Regions from separate parts of the Sus scrofa genome. Here all the other regions are linked to region 4. A link is a contact called in public HiChIP or PLAC-seq data. All regions are on one chromosome and are shown on one strand. The core of a region is the stretch at or near the end of the contact, and the rest is flanking DNA. Distances in the headings are between cores, read along the strand shown. Region 1 holds the start of CCDC136 (coiled-coil domain-containing protein 136). Region 2 holds the start of ATP6V1F (V-type proton ATPase subunit F). Region 3 overlaps KCP (kielin/chordin-like protein). Region 4 holds the start of TNPO3 (transportin-3).

What was found. HiChIP or PLAC-seq counts read pairs in DNA pulled down with a chosen protein or histone mark.
Region 1: a contact with region 4 is called in an H3K27ac HiChIP or PLAC-seq map of skeletal muscle, with 4 times the contacts expected there. The contact joins the promoter of CCDC136 here to the promoter of TNPO3 in region 4. A contact is called at or near these places in 4 of 47 Hi-C or Micro-C datasets (embryonic fibroblasts, fetal heart ventricle, skeletal muscle and 1 more) and 2 of 2 datasets of contacts at active chromatin or transcription factors (alveolar macrophages and skeletal muscle).
Region 2: an H3K27ac HiChIP or PLAC-seq map of alveolar macrophages shows a contact between it and region 4. The contact joins the promoter of ATP6V1F here to the promoter of TNPO3 in region 4. A contact is called at or near these places in 1 of 5 promoter capture datasets (fetal skeletal muscle), 3 of 47 Hi-C or Micro-C datasets (embryonic fibroblasts, heart right ventricle and liver) and 2 of 2 datasets of contacts at active chromatin or transcription factors (alveolar macrophages and skeletal muscle).
Region 3: a contact with region 4 is called in an H3K27ac HiChIP or PLAC-seq map of alveolar macrophages. The contact joins the enhancer-like site here to the promoter of TNPO3 in region 4. A contact is called at or near these places in 3 of 5 promoter capture datasets (fetal liver, fetal skeletal muscle and liver), 24 of 47 Hi-C or Micro-C datasets (adipose tissue, alveolar macrophages, blood and 12 more) and 2 of 2 datasets of contacts at active chromatin or transcription factors (alveolar macrophages and skeletal muscle).

The regions. Positions count from the first base shown.
Region 1 is chr18:19,822,416-19,826,489 of Sscrofa11.1, reverse strand. CCDC136 (coiled-coil domain-containing protein 136) reads left to right here and starts at 2,747. Exons shown (of 10, transcript XM_013990821.2): 1 at 2,747-2,856; 2 at 3,627-3,734. The coding sequence starts at 2,799.
Region 2 is chr18:19,754,061-19,758,289 of Sscrofa11.1, reverse strand. It overlaps ATP6V1F (V-type proton ATPase subunit F), which reads left to right and starts at 1,584. Exons shown (of 2, transcript XM_003134698.3): 1 at 1,584-1,876; 2 at 4,071-4,229. The coding sequence starts at 1,719.
Region 3 is chr18:19,702,621-19,706,585 of Sscrofa11.1, reverse strand. All of the region lies in intron 1 of KCP (kielin/chordin-like protein), which reads right to left. Among named protein-coding and RNA genes, the nearest start is that of IRF5, 13 kb to the right of the region's middle. Within about 2 kb of position 2,250, at least 14 of the 83 cell types and tissues checked have an H3K27ac peak or open chromatin away from gene starts, as enhancers often do. A contact at or near this core is called in adipose tissue, alveolar macrophages, fetal liver and 3 more, where this site is marked.
Region 4 is chr18:19,570,595-19,574,830 of Sscrofa11.1, reverse strand. TNPO3 (transportin-3) reads right to left here and starts at 2,276. Exons shown (of 23, transcript XM_013990808.2): 1 at 1,572-2,276. The coding sequence starts at 1,691.

The DNA of each region.
Region 1 (4,074 bases), core at 1,498-3,997, 250 kb before region 4:
TTGTGGATATATATATTTATGTAAAACTGTAAGACCATAAATAGAAGGGCTGTCTCTGAATCAAATGTGGCAAGAAATGAACAATTGTTGGATTTCAGCGGTGAGCACATGGATATTAATTTTAATGTTATTTTCTGTACTGTACTCTTTGCATCTTTAAAAGATTCCCTTTTTTTTCTTTTTAATGAGAGGATCTAGGCCTTTAGAAATAAGGGTCAAGGGGGATAAATGGCTGCATCATCCTCAGAGAAGACGATCTGCTGGGATGGGATTAGGACGGAGGCTGAGTCCTGGGTCCGGGGATTACAAGGATTAATTCAGATCATCCCCCTAAGCTGATCACCTGGCTGGGGTCCCCAGCATTCCTAGCCCTTCAAAGATACATCCTTGGACCACAGTCCACTTCCCCCCCTTTTACCTGCTAAGCCCTTTCCCTCGGCTTCCTATCTTTACTCTCACCCTCAACCCTGTACCGGTCTGGCCTAGTTTAACCACATTTGGGTCCCGAAAAAAGACTGGTTCTGGTCTCTCCTGAACACTCCCCAGATGAAGGGTGAATGGTGACCTGCACCTCTGGAGCCAGGGAGAGATTAGTCCTAATACTCCGGATCAGAGCTCCCCGAGGAAAGCTTGGACCCCCGGATGTTACAGTTGACAACTTCCTCCCTTCCATCAGCCAAGAGGTCAGCGCCCAAGGTCTACTGCTAACTGACCTTGGTAGTTCGGCCAGAACCAGGAGCTGCGCTGGGGCAGACCAGTCACTCTCCTTCTAGGATTAGACTTCATCATTCCCCAGAGCCCTACACAACACCAGCTCCTTTCCATCATCCCTGACAAACTGCCCTGCTCCCCAAGTCTGGACAGGCCTGATGTCTGCAGCAGATGTTCTGGGTGGGCTTGCTCGACAGCCTTTCTCCAGACTGGATCGCCTTGATCCCAGGCTCTGGAGGGGAGCTCAGTCCTCTGAGGAGCCAATGAAACATCTTGATCTGTGCTCACCATCTCTCGGAGCACATACCAGGCTGGAGGTATGAGAGGGAGGAAGGAGGGGAGGAGAGAGAGAGATTTATAGGCAACATTATTGGGTTTTTTTTTTTTTTTTTTTTTTTTTTTGCGTGTGTGTCTTTTGTCTTTTTAGGGCTGCACCTATGGCATATGGAGGTTCCCAGGGTAGGGGTCGAATCGGAATTGTTGCCACCAGCCTACGCCACAGCCACAGCAACGCCAGATCCCAGCTGCATCTTCGACCTACACCACAGCTCACGGCAATGCCGGATCCTTAACCCACTGAGCGAGCCCAGAGATTGAACCCACAACCTTATGGGTCCTAGCCGGATTCCTTTCCACTGCGCCACGACGGGAACTCCAATACTATTGTTAATAGGCAACACTGAACACCTTAAGTGTGGGATCATACGTTAAATGATAAGCAGAGCATTAATTAGGAGATTTAACTTCACTCATTTATTCTGTGTCAATGATTTAGATACTGGAGATACAAAAACGACTAAGGCAATTTCCTGGTCTTCCAAACACTGGGCTGACAGGAAAGTCAGAACATGACCTTGACAACCTAGAGTGACTGGTGCTGCTTAGAGGGAAGGGGGAGGGGTCGGAGCACAGCAGGAGCATCTAATGGCTTGGCTGGGTGGTGAGTCGGGAATGGCTGCCAAGAGATGACTCCCAGCTGAGTGTTTAAGGGTACGTAGGGGATGTCGAGGCAAAGAAGGGCTTCTCTCCTGAGGAATATGGAGGGCTTGTGAACTTGGGAGCCGGTGGGCGTGATCCAGACAGTATATGCCCATGACCTTGTAAGTGGATGCGCAAGAGAAGGGACTGTCCCTGGTTTAGGAATCTCCCAGTGATTTTCCAGATGTGCTGGAACCTCCGGGTTCCCAAGTGTACCCATTTCTTTCCTGGCTGAGACCTGCAGAGGCGTGAGCCCAATTGGTTCGCCAAAATCTGGCACTTGGAAGAAGTTCCTTGAAGGAGCGGTTGAGTGAAATAAGCTATCTGGGCTTTCACATCTCCCTTCTATGAGAGTGAAAATCGGCAGTGCCCACTCTAAACAGCTGCAGAGGCTAGGTGAGTAGGGGTTGTGGTTTGCAGACCACCGGGCCTGGGGCCCGGTGGGAAGGCAGGCAATGGAGAAAGGTCTTCGACACTAAGGGCTGCGTGGGGTCCCGGAGCGGCCCCTTCTAAGAAGGTCCCTGCTTGTGGCTTGGCGGAGGGCGCAAGGCCAACAGAGAGATCAAGGCCCGCAGTTGAAGTATCCTGGCTTCGGTTTCCCTCCTCCAGCCCTGGAGCAGCCCTGAGGCTGAGGCTGGCGGCCGGAGGGTCTGCGCTGACTGCCCAGGTGGAGGGTGCCGCTCAGCCGTGGGGAGCAAGGGGCGTGTGAGCATCCGCGCGTTTGGAGGAAACAGGCCAGGAGGATTTGGCTCTCCTGGTGCTTGCTTTTCCTTCCCCACCGCCGAGCAGGACCGGGCCCTGGCACTTGGCGCAGAGGGGTGCCCCCACGCAGCCGCCTCCCGGCAGGACCCACCGCCAGACCAGGGGAGCCGGTCGCTCCCTCGGCGCGGGCCTCGGGGCGTGTCTGGCGACGCGCTTGCACCGGGTCCGGGAGCTGGGGTGCAGGGCCGGCTTCCGGGCGGCGGCGGCGGCGGCGTCAGGTGGCCTGGCCAGGCCCCGCCCCCTCGGCCGGCCCGGCCTTCCTTCCCCTGCGCACCCGGCTCCGGTCCCCGGCCTGGCGGCGGCGGCGGCGGCGGCTGCTCCGGGCGGCGGCGGCGGCGCGAGCGGCCATGGAGGCGGGCGCCGGGGCCGGCGCGGGCGCCGCGGGCTGGAGCTGCCCGGGTCCAGGTCAGAGCGCCCCTCCCTCACTTCGCCACCGCCGCTCCTTCCTCTTCTCCATCTCTCCTCCCTCCAGACCCCCAGGTCCTCTCCCCCTCCGCTGCTCCCCACCTCTCCGTCCTAAGTCTTCCTCCTCCATCCTGCCCCCAGCCCGGGCTCCGGCTCCATCTTTCCGGGCTGGCTCTTCCCCACACCGGCCGCATCATCCCTGGCAGTCCCTCCCCTGAGCCCACTCCATCTGGTCTCTCCAGCCTGACGGTGCTTTTTGCCTTGGGGGCTCCAGACCCCGCACCTGCTCGGACCCTGAAGGCTTCGGAGCGCGGGGCGGAGTGGGGAGGACGAAGTCCAGTGAGAGCTGGAATGGACGGCAGCGGCCCCAGTCCAGACCCCCTTCCCGCACGCGTCCCCTCACCCCTTCCCCTTCCACCTCACCCTTTGAGCCTCTTCTCTTTGCTGGCTCCCGCCCTCTTCCATCCTTGCCTGTCCCCTCTGGGCTAAAGAGACACACACACGCCCTTTCTGTCTGTGCAAGGGAGAGGAGCACGGACTGGGGGGCAGAGAAGCTGGGCAGTGCAGGGCGGTGTCCCCGCAGGCCCGCTTGAGGGGCCACCTGGGGCGGAGAGTCGCAGCCCTGGGCAGACTGAGCCAAGTACTTCCACTGGGATGAAAAACCCCAGGGCTCCAAAGGGCTAGGAGGCATGTCCCCTCCCCTCCCCGCTGCACCCCAGCCCCCAGCCGCCCCTAGCATCCCACAGTGCCCCCTCTCTCCCTGCTTACAGGACCCACAGTGACCACTTTAGGCTCCTACGAGGTGTCTGACGGTTGTGAGAGGAAGAAAGGCCAACGCTGGGGGTCCCTGGAAAGGCGTGGAATGCAAGCCATGGAGGGTGAGTTTTCCCCAAAAGCTTTCTTTCCCTCCACCTCGTCCAGCTTCCCTCTCCTCCTTCCTCCCTCTGACCCCCAGAACTCTGAGCCAGGACACAGCCCTTCCCCAAGTTCAGCTCAGCCCCCTCCAACCCTCCTCAGGGCTCGGGCTTTGGGGAAAGTTCAGGGTACATCCCTTTGGGGTCCTAACCACCAGCTAACCAAGTTGTGTGTCCCCAGGGAGCTGCCAGAGAGAGAAAGAGGCCTCCTTGGACAGAGATTTGAAGCAGCTGTGCAGCAGGGGGTTTGTTCTCGCTGCCTCCCGACCCAGATCCCAAGCTGTCTCTTATTTTGAAAAGCCAG
Region 2 (4,229 bases), core at 335-2,834, 180 kb before region 4:
GGTCATTAAGGGCCGGCTCTGTCCAGGCTTCTACACCCACCCTCCCTCCCTGCCTTCCCGCCCACTTCTCCCCCAGATGTGAGCGTTTTCCTGCAAGGTTAGCTGGCTCCTGCCTCAGCTTCAGCTGCCCTCCCCGGACTGCAGGATGGCCTCAGGTGCCGAGCATTTAGGGACTTCATCTCACTTAATTCTAACCGCCCTATGAGGCAGTTATCAGTTAACCGCCCTATGAGGCGGTTATCTGAAAAGACCAAGGTCCCGAACATTTCAGGGATGAGTCCCAAATCACAGCTCTGAGCAGCAGGGCTGAGATTCAAACCAGGTGTGCCCAAATCCCCAGCCTACCACACAGTGAACCCCTATCTGCATGTCTCAAGTGCTCTAAACTTGCAAATCACATGCCAGACGCCAGGATGCCTGCTCTTTAAAAGGGCGGGGGAGCAAGCGGACCTTTCTTCAACATGTTCACCGCATAGCGTTCAGGAATGTTACTCCTGACCACCCCAGCCGCATAGGCCAGAAACCTGGAAGCACCCTATCACTCCCCAAACTAGTTCCGTCCATGCTGTCTCTAAACCCCTCTTGACTCCACCTGCTTCTCCACATTCGCCATCACCACCACTACATGGGTTCTGGCCACCACTCTCTCTCCACAATGGTTTCTCCTCTTTTAGTCTGGCCTCGGCACACGGCATGGTCTCCATGCTATCTCTAAAACTTGAACCTGGCCGTTTCATTCTCTTCAACTAAATCCTTCAGGGGTTTCAGCGTAACTTCAGTCGTCCTCAGGGTAACTTCCAGATTCTTTAGCTTTTCTTGAAGGCACTGATGCTCTCTAGCCCTAAGTCTTTGCACGTGCTGTTCCTCTTCCCCAGAACACCCTCTTGCCCTCATTTTTTTTTTCTTTCCTTACAGCTGCACCTGTGGCTTATGGAAGTTCCCAAGCTAGGGGTCAAATCAGAGCCGCAGCTGCCAGCCTACATCACAGCTACACCGGATCCGACCTGCACCTGCGACCTACGCCGCAGTTTGCGGCAACGCCTGATCCTTAACCCTGAGTGAGGTCAGGGATGGAACCCCTATCCTCCCAGAGATTAGTCAGGTTCTTACCCGCTAAGCCACGATGGGTACTCCTTCGTCCTCATTTCTATCCCCTTCATCCTGCTAGCGACCTTCTCTGTGCGCTCCCTCTCCCACAGATTAGTTACACCTGATGTGGGCTTCCACATACTTCTCACGTTTCAGCAAATAACACACTGCTTTGTGAATCCTCTATCGCACTAGAGAGTATCATCAACTTATCCATCCTCTTATTAACTGAATATGTACTAGTTGTTAACCGTCTGCCATAGTTACATAAACAGTCGGTACAAGACTCGGACCTTACCCTCGAGAACGGGAACTGTCTTGTCGGCGTCTCGGCATCTTAACACAGCAAAAGGCTCGACACGTTTGTAGAAGAAGGATCGAACTTGCCTGCGAAACCCGGGGAGGCCGCTCGGACTTCTGGGAACCGTAGGCCTGGGGAACGGCCCTCCCTTTATAGCGCAGGCGTATGCAGATTCGGGCGCCTTTGCTGTTGTTGCGCATGTCCCAGGAGGCGGAGTGGTGGAACTGCGCATGTCTAAAGAGCCGGGGGTGGGGCCGAAGAGGCGGGGCACTGCGAACCCGGAGCTCGGTGACACCCGGCGGTCGCGGCTGGCTGTCTGACTCTGAGGATGGCGGGGAGGGGGAAGCTAATTGCGGTGATCGGAGACGAAGACACGGTGACTGGCTTCCTGCTGGGCGGCATAGGGGAGCTTAACAAAAACCGCCACCCTAATTTCCTGGTGGTGGAGAAGGATACAACCATCAATGAGATCGAAGACACTTTCCGGTACGGTTGCCCGCAAGGCCTGAACGCGACCTTCTGGGGTCTGGTGGGAGTGCGGGGAGAAGGCGGGGGTGTCGCTGGGCGTCCAGACGTTGGCCGAAGTGTCAGATCCCGTCCTCGACGGTCTGGAAAGTCGGTCCACCCACCTATCCGGAGCGAAGGCCTACGCGCCCCAAGTTCCCTTTAGGGGCTTGGTGGGGCCGAGGCTATGTCGGGTCCACAAACTCCCTTCTCACATGACCGTGTGTCAGGAAAGAAGGGGAACAGAGCTCGTGACGGGCGGGCACCACCCTTTGGCCCAACCTGGCCCGCGAGAGCTGGGCGTCCAGTGCACCCAAGCCCCACAAAGGGTCAGTCTCAGATCCTCTGCAGGGGTTCCCCCAGTTCACCCGTAGAGCAGGCTCCGGTCACTGCAAGCAGTCGACTCTTTTGCGAGTTGGCTTCTAAAGGAACCACACATTCAGTGAGTGGACTCGAGCTTTTCTTTGTGTTTTCATCTCCCTTAGAGGCTCTCACAATCGTGATGTAAGGCCATGGTTATTCCCACGTATAAGCGAGAAGACTGAAGCTCAGAGAGGTCAAGGCACATTCTAAAGTCATACGATTCACAAGAGACCTAGTGGGGATTTGAACCCTGTCCCTCCCTTTCTGCCTTTCTTAAGCCAGGTCTACTCTCTGCTTGTGCAGCTCTCCTTGGTCTGCTTTGGAATTTCCCATTGTCCTGAGCCCAGCGGACAGAATATCAGGACTTCTGCTAAGACCTTACACTTCAAATCTTCGTTTCCTGGCCTGGCTTAAGAGCAGTAGCTTTAAAATGTGGGTGCAGGCATGTCCCTTAATCCAGGAGGCATCCTGGTGACTAGAGTGGAGGATGCTTGCCCCCTGTTCTTTCCCACACCCTTTCTTCTAGGGCCCCGGTGCCAAGTCTCTCAGGAACAAACCACTCTTGCCTGTTTCCCCCTAAACAGCCCAGCCCTGAGCCGCTGGCTGAGACTGGTTCCTGTTGCCTGGGGTATGTTAGGCCCTGCGCAGAGAAGCTCATCTCTGCTGATCAGTCCAGTAAAGTGATCCAAGTTGTCATGAGAGAAGGGCAAATTTTACTTCAAGAACTTTCCAACCAAAGGGACTTCAGAAAATCATCAGGTCTATGGAGTTCCTGTCATGGCTCAGCAGAAACGAATCTGATTACATCCATGAGGATGCAGGTTCGATCCCTGGCCTTGCTCAGTGGCTTGAGGATCTGGTGTTGCGTGACCTGTGGTGTGGCTCGCAGACGTGGCTTGGATCTGGCGTGGCTGTGGCTGTGGCTTAGGCCAGTGCTGCAGCTCCAGATTAACACATAAGTAAATTAATGAATGAGTAGATGATCACAAGAAAGAGCCCAGTGCCTGGTTCTCTCTGTGAGGAAAGTGCGATTCCTTCGTTTACTGATTTTTCCTCTCCCTGTTGTGTTCTTGGCTCAGGCCAGACCTCCCCTCTGAACCACCTCCTGCCCTCATCAGGGTAGACCTTGAGTTGTCTCAACAATGCCTCCCCCTTTAAAAACGTATCCTATCAGTGTCGCCATGAGCTGTGGTGCAGACGCGGCTCGGATCCCACGTTGCTGTGGCTCTGGCGTAGGCCAGCAGCTACAGCTCGGATTCCACCCCTAGCCTGGGAACCTCCATATGCCCCGGAAGTGGCCCTAGAAAAGGCAAAAGAAAAGAAAACAAAAAAAAGTATCCTATTTCCTTTTGAAATGTTAATGTGTTCATAGGGTTTACAAATTAATGTTTAAGGGGTATACACACTGAGAAGTCACCCCTGACCTCTTTGCTGTATTACCACCTTCCTGAATTCCCTAGATAACCACATCGGTTCTTCCTTATCTTTCCGCCCTTTAAAATTCGGATACAAAGGGACAGATCTCTTTAATCTTATCCTCTCGCTTTCTTTCCCAAAGGCAGCCTATAGAATACACCAGCACGCACCCTTATCTTCATTAGCAGTTGAGTTAGGAGCCCTCCTAGCAGGGGAAGTAGAAGCCGCGGCCCTTAGCTTTGGAATGAAATTGATGCTGAATAGAATGGAGAATTTAGCTAGAGCGACCTTTTCCTTTGTCCATCGCGCTCTGCGCACCCAGCCCGCTCCCCTCTGCAGCCCAGCCCACCACCTCAGCGTGGGTCACCCTGGCCTCCCGGCTCATCTCTCCCTACAGGCAGTTCCTCAACCGGGAGGACATCGGCATCATCCTCATCAACCAGTACATCGCAGAGATGGTGCGGCACGCGCTCGACGCCCACCAGCGCTCCATCCCAGCCGTCCTGGAGATCCCGTCCAAGGAGCACCCCTATGATGCTGCCAAGGACTCCATCCT
Region 3 (3,965 bases), core at 1,001-3,500, 130 kb before region 4:
TCTTAGTCCCCAGTCATCAGCATCCTTATTGATTCTCTTAACTGTATCTGCAGATTGTAAAGGGCCTCTTTTAGTTCTCTTCGGCTACACCCTTTCGAGGGGAATCCTCTTTTCTCCTGGGCCCTTGGCCGAGATGCTAACCTTATTACATATTTCCCTAAATTACTCTACCTCCCTAGGCCAAAAATCTTCCATCCATAAAGGAAGCAGTAACTGCGACCGTAGGCTGGGAGAACCCAATGAGGCAAGGAGCCCAGGATGTGTGCCTGACACGTGCGTGGCACCTGGTGCACAGGGGACCCCAGCATAGGTTACTTTTCCTCACTCACTTCCTTCAAGTTGCACGGTTCATGGCAGCAGGTTGGTTTTCTCTCTGGAGCTGGTGGCTGGAAGCAAAGGCTGCTGGGAGCGGGGAGGGAGAGAAGGGCTTAGTCCATGATCACATTTTTCACTTCATTTAATAGCTTTCAAGTCACGCCAGTTGTAACAAATGAATAAGCGACGGGAAGGTATCATGGCGAAGCCATCACTCCACCTGCTCCAGCCCTTACCTTGCCCATCACTCCCTCTCGCTGTGATGGGTGGGAACAAGGTCGGCTCATCCAAACCCTTCACCTGGCCCACATAACCGCATGCAAGCATGTGTGTACCGCGTGACTTCAACTGGACGTGGTATTTGGGAACAGGCTATGCAGGATCCCAGCCCCTTCTCCACCTGCCCCGGCTAGTCACCAACTTGCCCCCGAGGCACCTCTCGCGGAGGCTCCCATCTCCACCTCCTTATTCCCCCAGGACCCTTTCTTCCCACTCACAACATTGTTCACCCCAGGCAAAGGCTGCCCCGGCTGAGCAGCTGATCAGAGGGACGTCTTGTTTATCACAGATCTGAGATTCTAATTCCACAGCTGTATTCCACAGCTGGCTGTCCCCCCCCCAATTCAGAGTTACGAAGCCCCCAGCTCCCTTCCAGGAAGGACCTTCTTTACCCCTTAAAATGCCAGCAGGGTCTGCCTCACTGTGTTCCAGGGACTGTGCCAAGCTGCAGCCTGCCCACTTAAGTCCACACACTTGACCGTCACTGCTTACGAGTGAATGTCACAGTTGGAACTCAATATTTTTGGTTGGATGGAACCTGCTGGGATTTTAAGATGTGCATGTACATTTTGTTTGTTTAGTTTTGTTTTGTTTTTGGCAAAGAGACACCAATGCAATCAGACTGCATGTCTGAACCTCGAAGCAGAGCCAGGGCCTGGAGGGAGATGTTGGCAAAATTTTCCAGGTACCACACAGGGACCTCCAAGCCACAAGGTTCTCCAGCCTGGCGGGGAGCTTGCCACTCTGCCCTGGGCCCATTGGAGAACCTGGGGCTTCCCCAATCTCTTTGCTTTCTTTTTTTTTTTTTTTCTTTTTGGTCTTTTTAGGGCCACACCGCGGCATATGGAGACTCCTGAGGCTAGGGGTCGAATCGGAACTGTAGCCTCTGGCCTACACCTCAACCTCAGCCACGTGGGATCTCAGCCACGTCTGAGACCTACACCACAGCTCACGGCAATGCCAGATCCTTAACCCTCTGAGCGAGGCCATGGAACGAATCTGCATCCTCATGGATGCTAGTCGGGTTCGTTACCTCTGAGCCACAGTGGGAACTCCCTCCTCAATCTCTTTTCTGACTTTCTTTTCCCCAGAGACTGACTCCTAGGAATCCCCTTAGGGCTTGGAGAAGCTAAGAGAGTGGGGCCAAAGGAGAGGCGATATGTGTGGCTTCCTGCCTGCAATTTCCTCTTTTTTCCCACCCATTTCTTCTTCCCATTCCTCACAACCTGCTCTCAAGCCTCCACAAAGCCTCCTCTGGTGGTTCTGGGCAGCACCACCCCTTAGAGCAGCACCGTCTAAGAACTTTCTGCGATGATGGGCATGATCTAGATCTGCCCCGTCCAATACCACAGTCCCACGAGGCCAGCGAGTCCCTGTAATATGGTTCGTGCAACTGAGGATCTGAATTTTTAATTATCTTTAATTCTCATTCATTTTAATAGAAATGACCCTATGTAGCGAGAGGCTACAGTACCCTGCGATGCACAGCCAGACTATAAGGCAATTTTGTGCAAATGAGTGAAAAGCGCAGCTTCTCCAGACAGCATACGTCCTTCCATTGGCTGGGAAAGTTCTGTAGTAGATCCACAAAGGCTATGATGTGAATGAGGCCCCCTAGAGCTGTCCAGCACACAGCCCTAGGTGGCAGCCTCGGCTCCAGGCCCCGCCCCCAAACGGCAGTGACAATCGCTGTGCTGGGAGTACTCCGTGGGAGCCAGCCACAGGCCAGGGGTCACGTGGATTATCAGAATTCATGCTGACAACAGCTCCAGGAGGGAGGTGCTCCGATGGTCCCATCTGCTGAGTAAGGAAATGGGCTCAGGGAGTTTAAGTAGCTCAGCCAACGTCACTCAGCTGGAGAACAGAGGAACTGGCGCTTCACCCCAGCTCTGACTCCTAACCCTGTTCCTTCCCACCGCCCATGGCTTTTTTGCACACTGGGAACTTCTGCTTCTCTGGCCCTTCCCCCCGCAGCGCTGGGTCTTCACTTAGCTGCAAGACGCAGGCGCGCTCTCCCTTTCTCACTGGGCTGGGAACACCCCACGGGCAGGTCAGTTTTGCCAGCTCTGCCCCTCCCCTCCTCTAATCCCATGGTATGGCCATGAGGGTTGCTTGGCAGGTATCACACATGGGCACACTCAGGGGACTCCCCTCCCACCACCTCAATCCCATTGCAAAATCCAAGGATTGGATGGGGGACTGGGTCTCAGAGGAGCCTTTGGCCCCTACCCTTCTGTTGCTGGTTTGGGGCCCAGGGATTCCTACCCTAATAAAGGCAAGGCCTGGCCCAACTCTGTCTGTGGTTCTGAGGGGCTGGATGAGCAGGGGGGCATTGCCTTCCCTTGCCCAGAGCCCCTGCCTTGGGTTAGCCCAGCACCCTTCCGCCATTCTCTTGGCTCCCTTTGCAGTCAGGCTCTGAGCTCATGCATGCCTTTCCAGGAAGGCTGGCCAGAGGGATAATCTGGCAGGAGTCTGGGCCAAGACTTGCCATGGCCACGGCCACTCTGGCCAGGGGCCTCATCTCACCCAGCCCCACAGCCCCACCCCGAAGTTTTGAGATAAACGAGGTCTTAGGGGCTGAGGGAGGAAGAGCAGCAGTTCCTTCCAGGTAATATGAAGAGAGGGGCTCAGATGACAAGGGGTTGGAGGCCAGGGGGCCAAAACCACAACTGGGACTATCTTGAGAGACCAGATGTCCTCTGGTCCCACCCAGCAGGGACCTCAAATTCCTGTTTGTTTGGTGGCGGGGTGGGCAGCAGCTTTATTGAGATATAATTCACGCACCATAAATTCACCAGTTTAAGGTGTGCGACTCAATAGTTTGGTATATTCATAGAGTTGGGCAATCATCACTGCAATCAATTTGGGAACATTTTAAGAGTTTCTGCTGTGGCACAATGGGATCAGAGGCATCTCTGGAGTGCTGGGTCACATGTTTGATCCCCATGGGGCACAGTAGATTAAGGATCTGGCAGGGTTGCAGCTATGGCACAGGTCACAACTGCGGCTCAGATCTTTCCTTGGCCCGGAAACTTCCATGTGCCACAGAGCAACCAAATAATAATAAAAATAATAATTTTAGAACAATTTATCACTCCAAAAGAAACCCTATACCCTTCGGCTTTCACCCTTATTTCCTACCATCATCCATCCTCCAGCCCTAGGCAACATCTCATCTACACTTTTTCCTCTATGAATTTGCCTCTTCTGGACCTCTCCTCTAGGTAGTCCTTTGTGTCTGGCCTTTCGCTTAGCATGTTTTCAAGCTTTATCCATGTTGGACCATGTATCTGTACTTCATTCCTTTCCATTGCCGAGTAATATTCCATTGTATACATGGACCATACTTGTCCGTGATCAGTTGATAGACA
Region 4 (4,236 bases), core at 1,027-3,526:
ATTTCAAGTGTGCCATCTGTTCCTATTGGGACTGGACTGTAAATAGTGATGATAATGACGCTGATGTAAGGCGGTAAGGATATGAGACTAGTGGAAAGTGACTAATATTTAAATAATAATTACTAGCATATTTTGAGTTCTAGGTTCCAGGAACTTTGTTAAACTCTTTGTAGTTATGAACTTATTTAATCGTCACAAATATTCTATGCGGCAAGCAGAGTTTTTTTGTCCTAGTTCATTTACATATTTCAATACCTAGCAGTTGCTGGTACAGGGTAAGCACTCAAATACTGATTTAAAATGCACACAATAAGGAAGTTTAGTAGGGAAGAGGTGACTTTTAGTGTAGCATTTCTCCTACTTTTACTTTGAAAACTATAATATCAAGGACTTGTAGTTCCCCACATCATAATAACTACCTAAACACTAAATAAGACCAGATATGTTTTTCTTATGTAGCCTATGGTCAGTTTTATCCCTTTCTCTTCCCATGAGGTTATCCATGACTTTGGTTCCTGATTTTTTTTTTTAAGTTTAATCTTCAAAGTCAAAGTTGCAAATTTTTAAATTTTTAGTATGCAATTGCAGCTTAGGAGCTGATTTAAAAGGACAGAGCATCTTTAAGTTATGAGTTGAAGAAATGGAAGGGGGGAAATTTAAAATATGCTTGGGCGCATAAAATGCAAAAATAAGAAGGGTACAGTCAGCAAGATCACCAGGCATACATACTCACTCAGAAATAAGGCATAGCAAGAGTAAGAAAATTAAAGGCGGAAGCATGATACACGTGATTCAAAGAATGCAGAAATACAACAGGTATAAAAGGTTGCAATTAACTCCCTAGCTGGATGCTTACACAATTATTTGTAATAATCAAGGCGACAACGATACCCCTATCTTATAAAGAACCTAAAAATCAGGGTAAAGATAAGGTTGGAAAACCAATATACAGCAAAAGTAGAAATGCAAAGATTTTCTGAAACCAGAATTAACGTTTTCTTTTTCCTTAACATTATGTTGCACTTCAAAACGCGGGGAAAACTCACGTGTACAAGGATCTGGAAACCTGAGAAGTTTCGAGAATATTGTACTCAAACTAGAGTGAAAAGCAGCAAGGATCAATGAGGTGTAAGGCTACGCCTGGGAAGGAATTGCCGGACGTAACAAATGGGAGAGACAGATAAAGCATCCTTTAAGAGAAAGACGGAGAAAGATGGGATTGGATTTGATTTAAGACAAACAAACGGAAAAGCAAGGCTTAAGAAGCAAGTAGTAGCAAGGGTAAAACTTAAGAGGACTAGATCAAAGCCACGAGAAAGAAGCATAGGACCTACAAATCAGATTCTACGGGGTGGGGAAAGGGCCACTTCGCGACCGACCAGCTGCGACTAGTTTCCGAAAAGCGGCGTAGATGAAGCTTCGCCGCCCCACCCCGTGGCAGCAGCTCCTCCCCGAGGAGGACCTCACGAGGCCAACCGCCAGGCTCCGGCTCGGGCTCGGGCTCCGGCTCCGGCCTCGGTCCCACCCCGCCCTTGCCCCGCGGCGCAGAACGGCCTCTCTCGGCCCCTCACCGAACGCTGCAGCTCCCCAAGCCAAAAGGAGGCGCGCTCCTTTCCGCTGGGATCTGGGTCGTGGTAGAGCGCCTGCACTGCCTGGTACACGAGCTGCAGTGTCGGTTTTGTCCCTTCCATGGTGGTAGCGGTGGTAGCGGCGGCGAGGGCTCTGGCGCTTCTCCCGAGGCTTCTCCGGTTACTCCGCCTTCGCGCTTCCTCACAGTGTCGGCCACTGCCGCTCCCTGACTGGCGCCATCTCCTCTTTGGCCGTTACCAGGGCAGAGGGGTTCCCCGTGGAAGTTGCCCCCTCGGAAACAGAGGTTAGATCGTATTCAAGTTCCTAGTCTTTTTTCCGCTCCTCCCACTAGACTCAAAATTTTTAAGCCTAGACGCCGGTGTACGCCTCTCGACCCGCAGACTTGCCCTCGGAAAGCTGTCCCCGCACGACACTGACCACGCAGCGTGCCTCACCCGCCTTAACCCGGACCGGAAGTTGCAGCCCGGATACCTTTGGCACACTTCCGCCTGGTGTAGCTCAAACGGCCTCTTTCCCGGCACGCCTCCTCTTGTCTCCCCGCCCCCTCCCGGAAGTGGCTACATTGGGGCCGAGAAGGAGCGGTTCGAGGTGGTTTTCTGCGATTCTGGACTCCGACTGTAGCTTTGGGACTGTTGTGGTTCCCATACGTATGCAGCTCTCCTCTCCTTGGCAGTGGATCCAGGTCCTTCCTTCACCTTCCGACTTCATCTCTCTCCAGAGAATTTTTTCTGACCCTCACGTCAATTCAGCCATCTGTGGCGTGGCCACTGTAATGGAAATCAGAAGACGATTTAAGACAGGATTTGTATGCTGACTCTAATGGAGGAGACAGACACGTAATCAAATAATTTGTACAAACCTGAAATGACTACCACGTTGAAATAAATCCAAAATACCCGGAATCCCTGGAGTTCCCATTGTGGCGCAACGGAAATGAATCCGACTACCAACCTTGAGGTTGTGGGTTCCATCCCTGAACTCGCTCAGTGGGTTAAGGATCCATCGTTGACGTAAGCTATGGTGAAGGTTGCAGACGCTGCTCGGATCCAGCGTGGCTGTGGCTGTGGCTGACGCCAACAGCCATAGCTCCATTTGGACCCCTAGCCTGGGAATCTCCAGATGCCTGATGTGTGGCCCTAAAAGACAAATTTTAAAAAGCTTAGAATCCCTTTTCCGCTAAACTTTTACACCCAAAAGGGTGTTTCATTCTATTGCCCAGGACACTCTGAACTCCAGAGTATTTGCAGAAACACAATGAATTGTTTTTGTTTATGCCTTTCTGCATCAAACATTAATGGTCTAACAAGTCTCAGTTTACAAAAGAAAATAGAAATCTTGGAATCTGTTCTATGGAGAAAGTTTCCCAACATTGCTATTTCTCCTTTGCGGTAATAAATACCTGCTACCATTTGATGAATGCGTACAATGTGCAAAGCTCTTTAGTTATAAGGTCTCATTTAATCCTTTTAACAATTTTCCAACCAAATCCCCATTTTAAGAAATAGGCAATTAATTTGCCCACGGTTACACATTTCTTAAATGGAAATTAAGATTTGAATCCAAATCAGTTTTACTCCAAAGCCAATTAAATTGTACAATTCCTATCATCCTGTGTAATTAGTTTGTGCTCAGTTGTTATTGTCAAGGTATTTTAACTACCAACATCACAATGAAAACAGTGTTGTTGATACAATTTCTGACAAAAGGAAAGATACTTGATATTTTGGTTACCTACTTCATTCCTTAAAAAAAAAGATTTAGTTAAGACCACTTTGATCTATGCCCTCATGGAGTTTACATTCTAATTACAAAGAAGGTAATAAACTCTCTACAGTTTAAAAGGTCTGTGAAGGGAGTTCCCTGATGATCTAGTGGTTAGGACTCAGCACTTTCACTGCTGCGGCCCAGATTCCTGGTCTGGGAACTGAAACCCCACATCAAGCTGATACACACCAGTCAAAAAAATAAATAAAAATTTAGGAGTTCCCTTTGTGGCTCAGCAGTAATGAACCCGACTAGTATCCATGAGGATGTGGGTTTGAGCCTTGGCCTCACTCAGTGGGTTAAGGATCCAGTGTTGCCAAGAACTGTGGTGTAGGTTTCAGACGCAGCTCAGATCCTGAGTTGCTGTGGCTGTGGTGTAGGCAGGCAACTGCAGCTCCCACTCAACTCCTGTATGCTGAAAGTGCAGCCCTTAAGAAAAAAAAAAAGTCAGATAATAACGAGTGTTGGCACTACATAAAGAAATCAACTTGGAGTTCCCTGGTGGCGCAGCAAGTTAGGGATCCAGTGTCATCACTGCAGTGGCTTGGATCACTGCTGTGATGCATGTTCAATCTCTGGCCTGGGAACTAACACATGCTACAGGCAGGGCCAAAAAAAAAAAAGAAAGAAAGAAAGAAATCATAACATATTCACTAATGATAGGAATGTAAAATGGTATAATCACTTTGGAAGACAGTCTGGCAGTTCCGCAAAAAGAAAAAAAGCTACCACTTGACCCAACAATTTCACTCCTACATTAATACCCAAAAGAAATGAAAACATATATGTACACACAGCTTGTACACAAATGTTTTTTGTTTTTTAAGGCCACCCTTGTGGCGTATAGAAGTTCCCAGGCTTGGGGAGTTCCCGTCGTGGCGC